6 separate regions of the Mus musculus genome follow, and all the other regions are linked to region 2. Evidence: chromatin contacts called from public Hi-C, HiChIP or PLAC-seq, Micro-C and promoter capture Hi-C data. All regions are on one chromosome and are shown on one strand. The core of a region is the stretch at or near the end of the contact, and the rest is flanking DNA. Distances in the headings are between cores, read along the strand shown.

What was found. Promoter capture Hi-C pulls out the DNA fragments that hold promoters and counts their contacts. Hi-C and Micro-C count contacts between places; a contact is called where the count stands out from the background. HiChIP or PLAC-seq counts read pairs in DNA pulled down with a chosen protein or histone mark.
Region 1: a Hi-C map of myocytes shows a contact between it and region 2, with 5 times the contacts expected there. The contact joins the enhancer-like site here to the promoter of Junos in region 2. A contact is called at or near these places in 19 of 39 promoter capture datasets (the 3T3-L1 cell line, 3T3-L1-derived adipocytes, the C10 cell line and 12 more), 2 of 15 datasets of contacts at CTCF or cohesin (the NIH/3T3 cell line and large pre-B cells), 11 of 484 Hi-C or Micro-C datasets (the MNK3 cell line, Th1 cells, bone marrow-derived macrophages and 7 more), 42 of 115 datasets of contacts at active chromatin or transcription factors (CD4 single positive thymocytes, DN3 thymocytes, T-cell acute lymphoblastic leukemia and 32 more) and 4 of 9 other capture datasets (adipose tissue, embryonic stem cells, liver and 1 more).
Region 3: an H3K4me3 HiChIP or PLAC-seq map of bone marrow-derived macrophages shows a contact between it and region 2, with 15 times the contacts expected there. The contact joins the enhancer-like site here to the promoter of Junos in region 2. A contact is called at or near these places in 16 of 39 promoter capture datasets (3T3-L1-derived adipocytes, the C10 cell line, the HPC-7 cell line and 10 more), 5 of 15 datasets of contacts at CTCF or cohesin (CD8 T cells, the NIH/3T3 cell line, embryonic stem cells and 2 more), 13 of 484 Hi-C or Micro-C datasets (the N1E-115 cell line, Th1 cells, bone marrow-derived macrophages and 4 more), 42 of 115 datasets of contacts at active chromatin or transcription factors (the 230-238 cell line, CD8 T cells, DN3 thymocytes and 30 more) and 4 of 9 other capture datasets (adipose tissue, embryonic stem cells, liver and 1 more).
Region 4: an H3K4me3 HiChIP or PLAC-seq map of bone marrow-derived macrophages shows a contact between it and region 2, with 11 times the contacts expected there. The contact joins the enhancer-like site here to the promoter of Junos in region 2. A contact is called at or near these places in 17 of 39 promoter capture datasets (3T3-L1-derived adipocytes, the C10 cell line, the HPC-7 cell line and 10 more), 4 of 15 datasets of contacts at CTCF or cohesin (CD8 T cells, the NIH/3T3 cell line, large pre-B cells and 1 more), 3 of 484 Hi-C or Micro-C datasets (CD4 T cells, bone marrow-derived macrophages and cortical neurons), 32 of 115 datasets of contacts at active chromatin or transcription factors (the 230-238 cell line, CD8 T cells, T-cell acute lymphoblastic leukemia and 23 more) and 3 of 9 other capture datasets (embryonic stem cells, liver and macrophages).
Region 5: a contact with region 2 is called in a Micro-C map of granulosa cells, with 3 times the contacts expected there. The contact joins the enhancer-like site here to the promoter of Junos in region 2. A contact is called at or near these places in 15 of 39 promoter capture datasets (the 3T3-L1 cell line, 3T3-L1-derived adipocytes, the C10 cell line and 10 more), 2 of 15 datasets of contacts at CTCF or cohesin (large pre-B cells and pro-B cells), 26 of 484 Hi-C or Micro-C datasets (the 3T3-L1 cell line, B cells, the NIH/3T3 cell line and 17 more), 43 of 115 datasets of contacts at active chromatin or transcription factors (the 230-238 cell line, CD4 single positive thymocytes, CD8 T cells and 31 more) and 5 of 9 other capture datasets (adipose tissue, bone marrow-derived macrophages, embryonic stem cells and 2 more).
Region 6: a contact with region 2 is called in a promoter capture Hi-C map of hippocampal neurons, with 23 times the contacts expected there. The contact joins the enhancer-like site here to the promoter of Junos in region 2. A contact is called at or near these places in 20 of 39 promoter capture datasets (the 3T3-L1 cell line, 3T3-L1-derived adipocytes, the C10 cell line and 12 more), 2 of 15 datasets of contacts at CTCF or cohesin (large pre-B cells and pro-B cells), 8 of 484 Hi-C or Micro-C datasets (bone marrow-derived macrophages, cerebral cortex, forebrain and 5 more), 38 of 115 datasets of contacts at active chromatin or transcription factors (DN3 thymocytes, SST interneurons, T-cell acute lymphoblastic leukemia and 31 more) and 4 of 9 other capture datasets (adipose tissue, embryonic stem cells, macrophages and 1 more).

The regions. Positions count from the first base shown.
Region 1 is chr4:95,609,805-95,612,845 of GRCm38.p6, reverse strand. The region is part of intron 4 of Fggy (FGGY carbohydrate kinase domain containing); the gene reads right to left. Among named protein-coding and RNA genes, the nearest start is that of Fggy, 54 kb to the right of the region's middle. Within about 2 kb of position 1,280, at least 8 of the 459 cell types and tissues checked have an H3K27ac peak or open chromatin away from gene starts, as enhancers often do. A contact at or near this core is called in fibro-adipogenic progenitors and myocytes, where this site is marked.
Region 2 is chr4:95,050,776-95,053,925 of GRCm38.p6, reverse strand. Junos (a long non-coding RNA gene) reads right to left here and starts at 1,609. Exons shown (of 5, transcript XR_867920.3): 1 at 1,544-1,609. It overlaps Jun (jun proto-oncogene), which reads left to right and starts at 1,704. Exons shown (of 1, transcript NM_010591.2): 1 at 1,704-3,150. The coding sequence starts at 2,655.
Region 3 is chr4:95,683,629-95,686,413 of GRCm38.p6, reverse strand. All of the region lies in intron 5 of Fggy (FGGY carbohydrate kinase domain containing), which reads right to left. Among named protein-coding and RNA genes, the nearest start is that of Fggy, 130 kb to the right of the region's middle. Within about 2 kb of position 1,478, at least 93 of the 459 cell types and tissues checked have an H3K27ac peak or open chromatin away from gene starts, as enhancers often do. A contact at or near this core is called in the 230-238 cell line, the N1E-115 cell line, astrocytes and 14 more, where this site is marked.
Region 4 is chr4:95,707,110-95,710,129 of GRCm38.p6, reverse strand. The region is part of intron 6 of Fggy (FGGY carbohydrate kinase domain containing); the gene reads right to left. Among named protein-coding and RNA genes, the nearest start is that of Fggy, 150 kb to the right of the region's middle. Within about 2 kb of position 1,754, at least 13 of the 459 cell types and tissues checked have an H3K27ac peak or open chromatin away from gene starts, as enhancers often do. A contact at or near this core is called in CD8 T cells, acute myeloid leukemia, bone marrow-derived macrophages and 1 more, where this site is marked.
Region 5 is chr4:95,570,549-95,573,425 of GRCm38.p6, reverse strand. All of the region lies in intron 1 of Fggy (FGGY carbohydrate kinase domain containing), which reads right to left. Among named protein-coding and RNA genes, the nearest start is that of Fggy, 14 kb to the right of the region's middle. Within about 2 kb of position 1,600, at least 1 of the 459 cell types and tissues checked has an H3K27ac peak or open chromatin away from gene starts, as enhancers often do. A contact at or near this core is called in granulosa cells, where this site is marked.
Region 6 is chr4:95,662,320-95,665,146 of GRCm38.p6, reverse strand. All of the region lies in intron 5 of Fggy (FGGY carbohydrate kinase domain containing), which reads right to left. Among named protein-coding and RNA genes, the nearest start is that of Fggy, 110 kb to the right of the region's middle. Within about 2 kb of position 1,291, at least 12 of the 459 cell types and tissues checked have an H3K27ac peak or open chromatin away from gene starts, as enhancers often do. A contact at or near this core is called in hippocampal neurons, muscle stem cells and myocytes, where this site is marked.

The sequences.
Region 1 (3,041 bases), core at 31-2,530, 560 kb before region 2:
CTCATTGCTTCAGATAGGACCTGGGAGCTCCTGTTTAAATAGGAACTGAGAGGTTCATGTTCAAATGGATGAGTGTTATTTTGGCAATATCCTAGTAGAAGTTGCTAATGTGATTTTCTTCATCTTTCTTCAAAGTCTGAAGAGCAGACAGTAAGCAACCTCTGTTTCAAAGAGGTCAGAGTCTGTTTACCGTGACTCATTTGGGATCCCATTTCACAGAGCATCTTGCTATAGTTTAGGTTAAGTGTCCCACAAAGCCCATAAAACTAAAGACAAAGGCATGGTGACCAGGCTGTGATTCTGTTGTAAAGTGATGAGACTTTGGGAACAGAAAGGTGACTAGTGTACTTTTTTATTAATTAACAAAAGAAAACATCCTTTTAAAATTGTTTTGGTTTGGAGAATAGCTTTTTTTTTAATGAGGGTTTATTTTGAAAATAAAATTTTCACTCAAACTTATACGAACACAATCCAAAATAAGATAATATCTAGTGACAGTTTTTCTGGTCAGATGACTTTACATAACTTTATAAAATATTCACATATGAATATCCCTTACTAATGCAAGTCTCTGATTTAAACCTAACTAAACATTATTGTAGTATCTTTTATTTTATAGTGTCAACAAGCTTATAAATTAGTAAATCTACTAAAATTTACATGTATGCATCCTTTCCTAAAAGCTGTCTGTAAAGATTAAGCATAATTTTTGTCAAGGCCTTGTCCCTTAAACAATGTGAACCCTATCTCCTTCACTGTTGGATTACTTAATTGGGCACAGAAACAAGCATATCAAAAATATATCCCAATAATCAAATGTTTTGATTCACAGAGTTTAGACCCCTTAGCAATGCTGTAATAACAGGTAGCGCAGTGGAGTCCTCTGACTTAGTAATCTCTCCAATGATGCTCAAATGCATACCTTTGGGGGATTTTTGAGTCAGAAGACATGGACCACTGAGACAACAAATAGCAGAAGCCATGCTGAAGAGGTTCTGTTAGAGGCACTACTGCATCAAGTAATTAAGAGTTTGCTGTATCCACTCTGACACCCAATATGCCAGGGACTCCATTTCATAAATAGGGACCTCAGGGCCTCAGGCACATGAGCCGCCGAGATCATACAGACAATGGGAAGAACTGGAGAGAAATCCTGGCCATGAACCCGAGCCCCACCTCCTATAACCACCATCCAGCTGCTGCTTCCAAGAGCTAGGGAGGCGCTGGATAAATACTTCTACAATGATCCACTCTCTTTCAGGTCCCTGGACAGACCTCTGGCCCCCCCAAACAAGGCCAGACCACATGGCTGCCTACCAAGACAACTGTAAGAGGCATCTCTCTGATGGTCCCCGCCTCTCCCAACATGTCTCTGGAGTTCACAAAATGCCAATGCTGATGGACCTAGAGGTCGAATGCAGCAGCTGTTCTCAAATGCCAAAACCATAGTGCTAGTCCATGGGCAAAAATTTTCATTAATCAGTGGCTAAGTAAAAATGAAAGTAATAATAGTAAAATAAAGGTATTTATTAATAACATTATAAACATTATGAATTCTATAAATAATCATTTAAAGAGAGACTGTACTCTTCATTTCTTTAATGAGTAATGGGTAAGTTTCAAGACACTTCAACATATCATCAACAAGGGAAAACTCTATCCATCACAGGGTTTAGACCCCTTAGCAATGCTGCAATAATAAACAGGTAGCACAGTGGAGCCCTGACTTAGGAAACTCTCTAACGATCCTGGAATGCATACCTTTGGGGGACTTTCGAGTCAAAAGACATGGACCACTTAGATGACAAACCCCAGAAGCCACTCTGAAGTGGCTCCACTGCAAATGCAGTTTATATAGCGGGTGTGGATATAGGTTCAACATTGCTTCCCACTGAGATCAGACTTCCCTCCACAGGTTCTACCCAGTGCATTGCCCCTTCAGGCTGCAAGATACATTAGACATCAGAGGAGTCCCTGATCTCACTTGCAAATCACCCAGCAAAATAGGCACAGCTCACTGCTCAGAGACAAGCTTGCAGTGAGATCATAGCTGCAGGATCCTTTCAGGGCCCTGGAACCAAGAAGGAGCAAAGACTAATTGAGCTATTCATTCATTCTTTCTATTTACATAATATTTGGTCAGAGTGCAAAGGAGAAGAGACAGAGTTTCTAAGAGATTCATATATTGTCCTGGGGTACATAAAGGAGTTTCTAGGCTGGTATTTGTATAGTAGAAGAAAACTTAAGACCACACTCTCAAGGATAATTCTCGAAATGTAAGTTTAACTTTGGATCTAAACTTTGAGAACTAAATGGCTTTTTGTTTTATAGTTTGTATTTACCTTAAAATTTTAGGTCGGACAGAACGGTTATATGGGATCCAAATTGTTCATTTAATAAGAACTAGCTCTATAAACATTTTTCAGTCATTCTGTTGAATGATAAAATATAAAACTTAGAACTTACTTAGCATAAGTCAGATATATAAATTTGGGAAGGAGCTCAAGTTTATGGTTTCCCTGTTGTATGTTTCTTCAATGCCAGTTCACAGCAGATACCCCAGGGTAATACTAAAAAATACAAGGTTCAAATGCTGAGGTATCTGGTCCTGGTGTACAGAGGTGTGGTACAAGCATCCTAGAGAAAGACTTATAGATTAGCAGATGAGTTTTAGCTTCACCTGGAGAAAAAAAATAGGAAAAAATTAAGGGAGCAGTCATTCATTTCTAACGTACAAGAGCATAAGAGAGGGGTACAGGACCCTAACCCTAACCTTTTCCCCAGAGCCTGTATCAACTTCACTTGGAAGATAAGCCCCTGAGTGTGGTAACAGACGGGCAGCCAAGGCCTGGGCCCAGGTGGAAAGGGTCTATAACCCTCCAACCCTCATTTTCTATAATGGGAAAGAGAAAATAAAGTTAACTTGAGCATGCAGCAGATCTTTACTTTGGAATGTATGCATATGCCCAGCAATAAAATATGGCATAATTCATAATTGAATGCCCTCACCCATATTCATGAATGCAAGTATTTACTATGTT
Region 2 (3,150 bases), core at 360-2,859:
CGGCAGTGAAAAAGAGCTGGCGGGTTTCCCACCGATACCAGCTGCTATTGGGTTCTGAATACTCAAAAGGCAAAATATCTTAAGGCTTCAGGGTACAAACCCTGAGCTGAGTTCTGAGGCAGCAAAGTCCAAATTAGAACCTTTCTAGGTCCAACTTCAAACTTCAAGTCCTAGGCTGAAGGGAGGCTTAAGGGAAGAGTTGGCTCCCGGTCCTTTTTCTATCTTGCTTACGGGCTCCTGCCAAATCTCAACCCAGGATCCTCCAAATCACCCCACCCCCACCCCACCGACGGCCCAGGGTAACTCCGAAGCTGGTAGGGAAGGGGGCTATTCTCAGAGTCAAAACTAATGCCTGGCAGCCCGGTGTAGTGGACCTCATTCGCTCTACTTCTAGATGAGACCAATAAAGCTCAGAGAAGTTCTGAGATTTGCCCTTATGCCCTGGGAGAACCAAGCTTGCCACCTCTTTAGTCCTGAGGGGTGGAGGGTGGAGGGCTGATAGCAGAACCTTAGAAAAGAAATAACTTACATGTGTCTAGCGCTTCCTAGAGGCCGCACAGGATATGACTCCACCAGTGAGCGGGGAGGGGAGTTTTCAGCCTGTTTCTACCAGGGACTCCTGCTTAAGCACCGTGACTTGGGGCGAGTCCGCAGCTCTCAAGGCTTGTTTTCCCAGAAGCAAATCAGGGAGGGAGGAAGGGCGGGCGCAGACTGAGTGTGCGCGGGACCGTGTGTATGTGCTAGCGCAGGCGATCGCCGAGGTTTCCTGAGTTTCGAACCTTTATATGTTGCTTTCGACACCCCATGGGCGCTGGGCTAGCATCTTTCACACCTAGAGGAGGGGTCCCTCGGAGGCAAAGCGAACACCCCTCCCCCGGCACGTCCAGAGAATAAAGTGTTGTGCCGGGGACCCTGATGAGTCGGTTCCGAACACCGCAAATCTCTGGTTTCCAGGTACAGCACACTGCGGCGCAGATCCTTCTCCGAAACTAAACTTCCAAGCATACTCATCTTGGAGGGCTACTCTCAAACCCGCTCAACTTCAACGCACTTACGTGCTCCCACACCCAGGGCGCACACAACCCTTTTAACCCGCATCGCTCTGTCCCCCGGAAGTGCGGGGGTGCGGAGCCAGCTTCAGTCACTCAGATCATTCAGCCCTTTCTCGGGCGTGCGTGCGTGTGTGTGTGTGTGTGTGTGCCCGCGCGCGGGCGCGCGCCTGTGTGCAACCTTCACTCCCACCCAAGCTCTCCGCCCCCGGCCACTAGCGCGCCTCCCCTGCTTTCTGGATCCCCGCGTCTCGGTCCCAGTCCCCAGCCCTGAACTTGAGCCCGCCTCCGACAGACTCCGCAAGGGTCCTGCCGACCGGCAGCCTCCGTCACTAGACAGCCAAACCAAGACGTCAGCCCACAATGCACCGGGCGGGCCGGGAAAGACGCGCCGGGGAGGGAACCCGGGAACACAAGCCGAAGCTGAGCGCGGGAGGGGGGGGGGGGAGGAGGAGAAAGAAGGGCCCAACTGTAGGAGCGCAGCGGAGCATTACCTCATCCCGTGAGCCTTCGCGGGCCCAGAGAAGAATCTTCTAGGGTGAGGTCTCCATGGCGACGGGTGGGCCCGCCCCCCTGAGAACGACGCAAGCCAATGGGAAAGCCTCGGGGTGACATCATGGGCTATTTTTAGGGATTGACTGGTAGCAGATAAGTGTTGAGCTCAGGCTGGATAAGGACTCAGAGTTGCACTGAGTGTGGCAGAGACAGCCTGGCAGGAGAGCGCTCAGGCAGACAGACAGACAGACGGACGGACTTGGCCAACCCGGTCGGCCGCGGACTCCGGACTGTTCATCCGTTTGTCTTCATTTTCTCACCAACTGCTTGGATCCAGCGCCCGCGGCTCCTGCACCGGTATTTTGGGGAGCATTTGGAGAGTCCCTTCTCCCGCCTTCCACGGAGAAGAAGCTCACAAGTCCGGGCGCTGCTGACAGCATCGAGAGCGGCTCCCGACCGCGCGAGGAAATAGGCGAGCGGCTACCGGCCAGCAACTTTCCTGACCCAGAGGACCGGTAACAAGTGGCCGGGAGCGAACTTTTGCAAATCTCTTCTGCGCCTTAAGGCTGCCACCGAGACTGTAAAGAAAAGGGAGAAGAGGAACCTATACTCATACCAGTTCGCACAGGCGGCTGAAGTTGGGCGAGCGCTAGCCGCGGCTGCCTAGCGTCCCCCTCCCCCTCACAGCGGAGGAGGGGACAGTTGTCGGAGGCCGGGCGGCAGAGCCCGATCGCGGGCTTCCACCGAGAATTCCGTGACGACTGGTCAGCACCGCCGGAGAGCCGCTGTTGCTGGGACTGGTCTGCGGGCTCCAAGGAACCGCTGCTCCCCGAGAGCGCTCCGTGAGTGACCGCGACTTTTCAAAGCTCGGCATCGCGCGGGAGCCTACCAACGTGAGTGCTAGCGGAGTCTTAACCCTGCGCTCCCTGGAGCGAACTGGGGAGGAGGGCTCAGGGGGAAGCACTGCCGTCTGGAGCGCACGCTCCTAAACAAACTTTGTTACAGAAGCGGGGACGCGCGGGTATCCCCCCGCTTCCCGGCGCGCTGTTGCGGCCCCGAAACTTCTGCGCACAGCCCAGGCTAACCCCGCGTGAAGTGACGGACCGTTCTATGACTGCAAAGATGGAAACGACCTTCTACGACGATGCCCTCAACGCCTCGTTCCTCCAGTCCGAGAGCGGTGCCTACGGCTACAGTAACCCTAAGATCCTAAAACAGAGCATGACCTTGAACCTGGCCGACCCGGTGGGCAGTCTGAAGCCGCACCTCCGCGCCAAGAACTCGGACCTTCTCACGTCGCCCGACGTCGGGCTGCTCAAGCTGGCGTCGCCGGAGCTGGAGCGCCTGATCATCCAGTCCAGCAATGGGCACATCACCACTACACCGACCCCCACCCAGTTCTTGTGCCCCAAGAACGTGACCGACGAGCAGGAGGGCTTCGCCGAGGGCTTCGTGCGCGCCCTGGCTGAACTGCATAGCCAGAACACGCTTCCCAGTGTCACCTCCGCGGCACAGCCGGTCAGCGGGGCGGGCATGGTGGCTCCCGCGGTGGCCTCAGTAGCAGGCGCTGGCGGCGGTGGTGGCTACAGCGCCAGCCTGCACAGTG
Region 3 (2,785 bases), core at 229-2,728, 630 kb before region 2:
ACCGTTCAATATTACTTCAAGACAAAAATTCACAAGGAAGTAAGAGAGAACAAGAATGGAAGCACAGAGGCTGAGTTTCACTCCCAGAGGGTCTGAGAGGGACAGGCATCCTTACTGTCTACAGGGAGATATAGCTGGACCACACAGCAGGAAGATGGTTAAGGGTAAAAGCATCCTGAAAGAGAATAAGTAAGGATCTATGGCATTGCAAGTCAGCCCTCGGCTCCTTCTCAACCCAGATCCCAGAGCTCTGGCTGCCAGGGTATAAGGACTGAAGATTAGTTTTGTGGGGATCTCATCAAAGCAAAGCAAACAACAAAACAACATATCCTATGCACATAGACAAATAAACCAAAATAGTAACAACATAAGGTTAATCCAGATTGGAAAGTTCACAGGTTCCAGGGTTGAACTACCACTATCCTTGTATACTATCTACATGGCTATCAAATTTCCCTCTAAATTCATTTCTGTCTATCCATCGATTAGTGCAGCCCTCAGCCCTTACCAGGGAAACTTCTTTGGGCAGTGGATCGTGGTAGATGGTGCAGAAACTCACTTCTGGCCAAAGTATAAAAGAGGAAGTGTCAATGGAGTATCCATCTACAAATGAGACAAGAGAGGGAGGAAGAGAGTGAGGGGAAAGGTAGGGAAGAAAGGGGAGAGAAAAAAGAGGGGGAAGGGAGGGAAAGAGAGACAGTGGGGGTAGCTTGAAGCATGGGAAGACTACATTGAAAAGGGCCTCTGCATATGCAGGGACCACAGTGCTCCTGAGCTCATGCCATGGGTGCTGCCTGCCCAAGATCAAGCCAGTCAATATTCTAGGACAGAGAGTGAAGGGCTTCTAAGCCCAACACCTAAGGATATGGGGGCAACACATTATGAGTTATATTTTCTAAACAAAGTTGGGGTGGATAGGGAGGCAGAAGAAGATCGGAGAGGAGTTAGGGAGAGGGATTGGGGGTGAATAGGATCAATACATTGTATGAAATTCTCAAAGACTTAATAAAAAAATCATATTATTTTAAAGTAAGGCTAATTGAAAGGAGCCTTGTTAGTGCAGTAGGTAGTGCGCCAGTCTCATAGAGGTAAAGATAACTGAGAAAGCAGAAAGGAGAGCCCAGCCAGTTTAGTCTAGTTGGAGGGGTCAAATGAAGGAATCGGAGCAAAGCTTAATAGCGGGCACCTGCTGTGTTTTCCTAGACAGGTAGAGAGTGAGGAAAAAAAAAAAAAGACCAAACACACTTGTAGTTCTTGAAGAACCTGAAGCAGCTTCAGCAAAAAGAAGGGGGCAGGGGGTGCTTCTTGCTCTCCAGATACACTCAGAGCAAAGCAACCTCAGAAGAATAAGCCAGCCCAGTTCCAGGGGCCTGGTCTTTCTCCGGAATTTCTCCAGCAAGACTATGAAAAGAAAGCCAGCCACAGTGCTGCATAATTTATGCACAGTTCACTGCACTGACAGGGCCAGGCCCCACTCTCAAGGGAAACCTTTTGTTCTCTGCTTGGGGAATGTAGAACCTGGAGAGTCTCAATTGAGCAAGCCAGTGAACAACAGAATAATTAGAGGTAAGGATGGGGATAAATTACCAAGATATTCCTGGCTGCAGCCTCTGGTACTTCACAGGCCTGTGATGGGTCTGTGTTGTTCAAGGCATACAAAAGACTGAATTAGCAGCATTGAAGATATTGCTCTAGGGGAGATATAATGACTGGGGCTGGACCACTAATGACATCAGCAAAGAGACAAGAGGGGCTTCTTTGGGAAGAAATAGCACTGCACCGACTGCGGCTGCTTGTGTTAGGGAGCTTTCAGGATGCACGCTTGTTACTACTGGCTCTGCACTTCATCAACACTTGCTGACAGGTTCCTGACAGAGCAAAATAATATAAGCACAGGGCAATATTGAGTTGCCTTTTCAGTTAGACTTGCTGGTAACAGTTCAAATGTGGTCATGACTACATAAAAAAGCTGAGGTAGTTTTCCCATGCTCTCAGAGAAAGACATCTCACTGTCAAAAACAAAAGATCAGAAGTTATTACCGAATAGTCCAAAATCTGGATGAAATCCTCTCAGTTTATGGATTTGGATTTGCCATAAAATAAAACAAAACAAAACAAAAATGATGCTAATGTGGGGTAATATGAAACACAGGGGACAGGCTGAGAAGGGTGGAATCCCTATGCAAGGCACTGTGCAGAGTCTGGTTGTGGAGGCTACTAAACCTCACAAGAACCTTAAGAAGATATTGTACTGTAGCCCCATGTGACAGGAAAGGACACAGAGGCTCAGCAAGGTGGGACAGGTCACTTGAATTAATTAGGAAAGAGTAAGGCAGACCCTGAAACCTTGTTCTAATCAAATAAAGTCTTTTTGAGAACCAGAAAGATGCATCAGTGGGTAAAGGGACTTGCTGCCAAGCCTGACAACCCAAATTCCATTTCTGGAATCCACAAGGTAAAAGAGAGAGCCCATTCTATGGCTTATTCTCTGATCCATATGCATACCATGGCACATATGTGCCTGAACACACACACACACACACACACACACACACACACACACACGACACATATGCTATCAAGTTGACTCTTGTTAATTGGATGTTCACTCAGGATCATCAAGGAAAATTACTTCATAAGACACTACAAAAGCAAAACCTGACATGGAAAAGAGAAGAGTAATTTTGATGTTCTGTTTGTTTTTCCATTGCTTACCTCCTTTGTGTCTTCTTTTGTCTGTATGCATCTGTGCATGTAAAACACATAGTGGGGATTGAGCCCTCCT
Region 4 (3,020 bases), core at 505-3,004, 660 kb before region 2:
AGAGACAGAGAGAGAGATTGATTGGTTGTGTTCTTATACCAGACAAGATCTACCCCATCAATGACACATTAAGAGAGCCTCAGGGAAGAACTAACTTTCACAGCACTAGAAGGTAATATGCAAGCTTCTAAGGAAGGAAAGAAATAGTCTTACCCAGCTATAATGCCCATAAACCACACCAATGACCCACATGACAAGACTTCCCTAAAAGTGCAACAGTGACATTTATATCTTGGTGGTAACTAATAGCCATCTAACTGTACTCAAGGCCTGCTTAGCAGGTGGGAAAACTAGTCAACTGCACCTGGCTTGTGAGGCCATGGATCTTAGACGAGGACCTACAAGATCCATTGTGGTAAACAAGTTTAATTCCTAACTGTAGTCTAAATACTTATCTGCACATGGACAGATAAGCATAGATCTTAACAACCATCAAAACACTTGGTTTTTTTTGCAACAGCAGGGGACCATTATAAAAAAAGCCCAAATGGTTAAAATGAACAACTGATACTAGGGTGCCTATCGCCAGCTGATAAACCAGAAAAAAAAAAAACCAACAACAACAAACAAACAAACAAACAAAAAACCTCCTGCACCTGTGTCTCAGGAAACCCTGAGGAAAAAAACATGAAAGTATTTTAAGAGCCATAAATCCATGAAGGTTGCTATAAGATTGTGCCTTCTAGCTATTACAGAAAAAACTACACTAATGAAATCACAACAGCATGTTCTTAATCAGGACTTGAACAATTCAAACAACAGTTGGCATCACAATGCAGATGGGAGCAATCTCACCAGGTCCCATGCCTAGATGAAGAGGTAAATGCGATTAAAAACTGATGAGATAGGGAGAATTGGTCTTTCCCAGGGATTAGTCCCCTGTGTGGTTATCCAATGCTAAGTACTCACCACTAGAAATATGAATATATATGTACGTATATATTCATAATATGAACATATATATGTAACACTGAAAGAACTCTGCAGGCTGTATTTATATGATGATTTGTTCCTATGTCTATACAAAGGCTGAAGAAAAAGAATCCATAAATTCAGGTTGGACATGGGGGAACAGAATGGTGAATGGGGAAGGATAATGCAAATATATTTTAGTTCAATTTTTAAAAGGCTTTATATGAAGTCACTGAAGTTACCAAGCAGATATACTGCTTGCCCTTTGAACCCCACACAGGTTAAGTACTGGTTTGGTAGTACAAGGCAGCATCAGGTTGCAAACTCATGTTAGTCTAGCTCCCCAACAGTTACCCCAAAGTAAGTCTGGAAAATAAACACTGTTTTCCCCCAGTAGCAAGAGTCAACCTCAGACCTTTGTGCATGGTGTGCATCACAGAACAAGCAAGACACTGCAAAGATTTTGCTTTTAACAACGTGCTGGCAGCTGAGTTGCTTCAGTTTAAAGCCAAGATACAAAGTCCTTGACAGAAAAGGGCAGGAGGAGGGGCAAAGAACATGAAGTATTAATAAGCCTCATAAAATCATTACCTTGTCCCTTAAGTAGCTTCTGAAATAGGAACAGCAGGGAAGAACACCAATAGGGGTATTTGGTTTGCTCTCCCCTCCCATACGTTGTATATTTCTACAGGTAAAATGGTATGAAAATTTAACAGAATTTTAATGTCATTCTCTAAGTTTTATGATACCACAAAGAGATGATCTTCATTCTGCTCACCACAAGAGGAGATGGGTCACAGAGTAGGTGGATCCATGACTCATTACCTCCCAGAACCTGCAGAGGCTGCCTGAGTGGCAGGCAAACTTCTGGGATCAATAAAGTTCAAGGCAAGGCAGCGCCTGCCAGAAGGCCTTAAAGAAAGTCATTAGTCAACTAGTGACCCGACAAACTCATCACAGCAGCCCCCTGTTGTGGATTCTCAGAAAGGTTGATCTGTGCTGAGAAACTTAAAAGGTCATGGGTATCTAGAAGTCAAAACTCACAGAATGGGGTTGAGGGAAAGAAACCACAGAAGAACCATGGAGACAGGGGTAGGTCACCTCAGACACCAAGGTCACCACTTACCTTCTGCGTGACCATGAAAGTGAGGCATAAGAGTGATGACATGTCACATGCAATGCAAAAGCTAGTGGGGCACAGGAGAAGCCTCTCAAGAATGCTGGATGAACCCCTCTCTAAATGAATGACAATGATGACATAGCATCTAGTGTGCACAGGATCTAGATGCAAGTCCTAGGCGAATAGCCTTCAGAGAAAGGAAAAGTAAACTAATTGTGTACTTGATGTGATTAAAACTACTAGTTCAGCCTCTCAAGGAAATATTCTGTTCCTTCTTTCCAGGAATGTCAGGAGCCATCTCCTCAGCTTCTGCGGTGGTACTCAGAAAGAGGATTCATAAGTGAAGGTGAGAGGTCTCTTCCAATCAGCACCAATGTGCTTGAGTGACAGGCGGCCTGGAATTAAAATCTTGCTGAATGCCTACCATGCTTGTCTTGGGAAAGGTGATTTCAGGAGGTGAGTCAAACTCAGCCTGTTCAACTGTTTCACACTGATTGCTATATCCAGGTCCCTGCTCCTCTAATGATACCACTCCCTACCTGCATTGCTGTGGCGTTTTAACTGTGAGGCTCCGAGGAAAACACATGTCTTCAAATGCAATCTGAGCTCTCTTGAACTGAACCTCTGGCCTATGAGATTCCAGAATCTATGGCTTTTTAAACCTATGACCTTGAACACCAGAATGCCCTGCACTGTAGTTTCTTCATTAGTATAATGATACAATATTACCTACCAAGACTGGTTAGGAAAATTAGATTAATATTAAGAAATCACCTTGAAGCGATTGATATACAATGCATGAACATCTGCTTGGTTTAGTCAACCTCAGCAACCTAACACTCTAGTTAATCTACGTAACCACTAAGTTTACAAACCATAACCACTAAGTAACCACTAAGTTACACACAAACCATAGGGAATCTGCATTTTCCCATTTCCTGTATTTTAAATAAAAAGGGAGGACTATACATGTACACCGAATAAATAT
Region 5 (2,877 bases), core at 351-2,850, 520 kb before region 2:
TTATCTGAAAACCAAATATTCAATTTGAAAAAATAAAATGGTCCTCCATTCCTCAAACACACGCCTGCCAGGATTATCTTGGGCTAAAGAACCAATGTAAACATGACTAGGCTGCTGCTCTTCCACAGAACCTCCTGAATCCTCCTCTCCTCTAGCCCTTGCTCTCTCCCTGAGATCAACCCTCTACACTACATACCTGTAGAACTTCCAGTTTGCTGCCTTTGGCCTTACTCTTCTCTCTTTTGAAACACAAATAATAAGTGGGCAGTCCTCAGAGAGAGAAATAAATGAACACATTTCCAGCTTCAAAGGAGCGAAGGGTTAAAATCAAAACAATACTGAGATATAATTTCAACATAACAGATTAGCAGACATTGGAACTCTGAAAATACCCACTTTCAGTTAGAGCATTAGCAGGGATACTTTCCACAGCAAAGCGACTCACTCAATCACTGGTTAAACGACTGGCAGTATCGGTCAGCTTTTACAGTCTACCTTTACCCAGCAGTTTAACTTCTAAGAACTGATGAAGCATTGGTTCACCATAAAGCTAAAGAAGCACGGCCACTCTAACACCTTTTATAAATGCAAGAGCACCCTTGCGAGAAAAAAGAAGAGAAAATTTGCACGTGTTTATTGAGAAGAGAGTTTATAAAAATAATATATCAGTAGCTATCCAAAAGAATAAGAAAAGAGCTACAGAAACATGCTGATCATATATTATTAACTTAAAAGCAAATCCTGCCAAGCTGCCACGCTGCTGAGCTAAGAGGTTGAGGCAGGAGGATCAGTATGAGTTCAAGGCTACTCTGTATTTACGGAGTGAGTTCCAAGCTAACCTGAGCTACAGTATGAGACTCTGTTTCAAAGAAAAAAAAAAGCTCATAGATTATACAGTATGTCCCCTTTTGCATTGTTTTTTAAAAGAATAGAGGCCTAAGCTTGCATGGCCGTGCATACCTGGAACATTATTACTCAGGACAATCATAAGGATTAATTTAAATATTGCTTCCTCAGGTCCCATGCTCTTCCCCTGGGAGCTGACCAGAGAGTAATGTTTCCTGCATTTTTCAGTAATTACATTCACATGCATCTAACTTCCTCCTATTTATTTTTGAGATAGCCTCTATCTTCAGTCAAAATATTCCTGAATATTTTCTGTGGCAACCAAGGGTACTATAAAATTTACCCTTAGTCAAAAGCCATACTAATCTTACCTACAGCCCCAGACTGCCCACAACAACTGGGCAGAGAACAATGCTTCTGAGATGTGAGGCCTTTGCAGGTATCAGACAGGGTTTCAATCATCTGAGCTTTCCACCCATGTCACAAGGCAACTTTTTAAAATCCTAAATTAAACTTATTATAATATCAAAGTTAGCACAAAATTCCACTAGCTCAGAATTTGGCAAGCTAATTGAGTCTGATCTATCTAAACCATTCTTGATTTTATAGAATTTTTTTCCTACTTTTAGACCTTCACTTCCACAGTCAGTTAGCAGAACCCAAGTGACTAAGCTTTCGGCCTTGTGTGCAGAGGTCTTCAGAACAGCTCAGCCACAAGTCTAGATGGCCAAGGACGAGCAATAAACTCACCCTAATGTATCACTCCTTCCTCAGTCGTCCCTGAACCCAGCCCCTACAAACTGCACTGTATAAGGACCCACCCCACCCCCACTCCTGAACTCTACCTCATTGAGTTATCCTTGCTAATGACAATTTCAAAATACACTCCTGGAGAAAATTATGCTTTGTTTGGGTAAGAATATAATTTTCCTTCATATAGCAAGCCCATTTTCCCCATCACTCTATTCACTCTTTACTTCTACTCATGGAGGATGGGAACTCCATTTCAGGATCGTTCTACTGCTCATACCTCCAGTCTAGCCTCATTTTTGCATAGTTCCCTTTCTAAGAACAACTCCATTTGGGGGCATCTTATATTTCCTTCTAACACACTTCTTTGCCCATGATCCCATGGCTTCATATAGTAAAAAGTTCTCCATTATTACTGACGCCTTAGTACCTCAAAAATCCCTTCTTCACTTTCAAATAGTCCCTTCTATATATTTTATTCAAAACTTGTAGTTGGCAATTTCTATTTCTAGCCAAAGAAGAGTTGTAAGAACCATATCCTCCACCCTTATAGTGATTCTAAAAAGACTAAATAAATAAATAAATAAATAGATGTATGTCTCAGACTGTTGGAAATCTGGCTACGTTCACCATTAGAGAAAAATTAGTTAAAAAAAAAAAAAAAGATAATTCCTTCAATTGCTCCAGATGAATGCCGGGGACTATGTGCAAACTATGTCACACATTGTCATATGTGCAGATGGAGTACAAGAGAGGAGAGAGCTGCATCAGGAAGACACTCAAAGCACTGCACAGCAGATCCAAGGCAGAAAAGCAGAAGCACCCGGAAGCACTACAGTAAAATTTCAGTGGATCACAGAGCACTATAACCTATACCTTCATATCAACCAAGGAAAATCATAGCTCACAGAGTTCTAGGCAAAACGCAGAATACAGAATAGTGTTGTGGGTCCAATTGACAAGCCATAAAACAAGACTCCGAAGGATCAAATTGTTTCCAAATAACTCACGCATGCCCTTGAACAAATCTCAAATGTATTTACAAAAAGTACAAAGAGAGAAAAAAAAGAGCATCCATGGTATAAATACATAATGATTGTTATGTTTTTTTTTAAAAATTAGCATGCACAGGGCTAGGAGGATGGCTCAGCAGGTAGGAGGACTTGCTGCATATGTATAAGGACATGAGTTTGAATGGCCAGCATCTTAAGTCTGTGCCTCTCTCTCTTTCCCTCTCCCTCTCCCTATCTTTTTTCTTTCTCTCTCCCTATCTTCTCTCTC
Region 6 (2,827 bases), core at 42-2,541, 610 kb before region 2:
GCTCAGTTATCATGGGCAAGTTGTCTAATCATATGACCCTTAGTCCCTCTGACTATAAGGAATTGTGTGTGTGTGTGTGTGTGTGTGTGTGTGTGTGTGTGTGTGTGAGAGAGAGAGAGAGAGAGAGAGAGAATGCCCCTATGAGTGTGGTGTGATGCATATGTGCGTATGCAAGCCTGGAGTTGATATTAAGAGTCTACATCAGTTTCTCTGCACATTATTTTCTGTCTCACTGATCCTGAAGATCACTCACTTGGCTAAGCTAGCTGGCCAGGGAGCTCCAAAGATCCTCCTGTCTCTGCTCAACCCAGTGCTGGAACTGTGAGTATGCACTGGCATGCCCAGGATTTTACACAAGTTTGAAGGACCTGAACTTAGATCCTCAGCAAGCACTGTACTGACTGAGCCATCTCCCAAGCCCCACTTTTAAATAACATAATCTTAAATATAATAATGGCTAGGTGTATATTCCTCACCATCATAATAGAGTCCTGAGAAATTATTATAATTGGGAAACATTATCCAGCTTCTCTAGAGTCACCGCACAACAGATGGACACATAACTTAGGCAGAAGTTACCAGCGAATCCAATTACACTTGGCAAGTGTGACTACCCCACCCCCATCCACACACTGAGCAAACATCAAGAGGTGACTGCTGTTCCTCTCTTAGCAGAGACTGAATTTCCCTGTCCCTCCATTGTGCTCCTGACAGCAACTCACAACTCACTAGAACTAACTAATTTATCTGCCGTCCCATGTCCACAGCCAGCATCCCTTGTTAGAGATGAGTGAGCCAAAAGCCACTGGGGTTAATTAAGTGACTTACTAAGTAACCTTTCCAGCCCAAGAACAGAAACAGCCTCCCTCTCGTGCACTGTTATGTCCACCATGCACTCCACCTCTCAACTGCCCATCCATCCTAGCTAAGTCATGGAAGGTACTGTGACGGCCTTCTTTGCCTCCTCAGACTGCACAGAGGAGCTGCTGCTCTTAACAGATTGCTTGTGATGGAATCCTGACAGGCTCCCTCCTGTGACAGGTAAAGGCAGGAACTATGAATTGGCTCAAATGCTTTAATGGAATATGTAGAGCTTTCCATATCTCTGGCCCAGTTTTGCCCTTGTGAGCATAAGCAAAGGAAATTCTCCTAGTGCAGAAACTACATCCAGAGCAAAGCTAGAGCAAAGTGGATTGTGCCAGCCGAGGAAGGAAACACGAGGCAACTGACTGGCCCCTCAGCCATCTCCTGTCTTCATGAGTCATAAATGAATGGCACCTCTGCCACTGGTGCCACAGGCAGATTCTCTGCTGCCCGCAGGCATCTGCTTCTGTCAGCTGGGAAGAATCCCATAGAGCACTGGTTTCAACTGAATGTCTTTGGGGAGGGCAGGGCTAGTACCCAGCTGCTGTTAGCAGACAGGGAGGCGCCTTCTCACCTGCCCTGGGTACCCTCTATGGACCTGACTCTCCAGCTGTCCCTGTGGTTACAGACTTTCCTTGCCTGACTCACAATAGTAAATGTACCCTTCCTCCAAATGAAGAATTAAAAAAAACAACTTTGTTTATTGATATCTGACGGGGAGAGGTAGGGATAGGAGAAGAAGAAGAAGAAGAAGAAGAAGAAGAAGAAGAAGAAGAAGAAGAAGAAGAAGAAGAAGAAGAAGAAGAAGAAGAAGAAGAAGAAGAAGAAGAAGAAGAAGAAGAAGACGACGACGACGACGACGACGACGACGACGACGACGACGACGACGACGACTTAGTTGTATTGCAGGTGGTACCATCTGTTGCAAAATTTTTGTTTTTATCAATTACAAGTCTGGCAGTAAACGGAACTTTGAAAATAAATAAAAATCAGAAAAATAATCTCCAAGACTGTATATGCACTGCTTAGCCTGGCTAAGAGAGCTACAGCCATCATGGGGGGTTAAACCACAACCATGTACATCCACCCTTTCAACTAATAATCACCAGAGCTGACTAAGGATTTAAATGATTATCTATCTATCTATCTTTTTATTTATTTAGTGTGTGTATATGTAGTATGTTTGTGAATGCCTGTGCGCATATGTGCATGTATGTACCCATGTAAAGGCAAGGTGTCATTGTCTAATATTTTCCTCAATTCCTCCCTACTTTTTTTTTTTTAGATAGTGTCTAACGTTGTATCTGTAACTCACTGATTCAGAGAAGATAGCAGGCCAGCAAGCTCAAGAGCTCCTCTTGCCTCTACCTCCCCAGTGTGAGGATTATATGTGCCTACCACCATGCCTGGATTTTTACATGAGTATTGGAATCAGAATTTTGTTTTTATGCTTACACAGCAAGTGCAGTTTACAAACTAAGGCATCTCCTGGCTTCCAACTAAAGTTTTAGCCATATTTCTAGGCACTGGAGAGAAAATACTAAGGCTATTGACTTCAAGAAGCCAAGACGATATTTGAAGGGTTCATATCTTCTCCCTCAATAAAATCAAGGAATTAAACAATGTGTTTCTGGAGAGTAGCAAACATCATAAGATGATGAACATGCTGATATATAGGCAGAACATGCTGATATATAGACTGAACATGCTGATATATAGACTGAACATGCTGATATATAGGCAGAGGCTCAGGGGAAGCCTCTCTAAGGAATCTTCTGAAGCAAGATTGACTGGAAGAAAGTTCTGAATGCATTTACAAAGTGCTAACACTGTGGAGATAATGCTATTATTTCAGATGACATTCTGCAACTTCTTTCCCAGCCTACTAATTGCCTCTCTACCTCCATCTTGTTCTCTCTCCCTCCCTTTGTTCTGGATACTCTCATGGCAAGACCTCTATGCT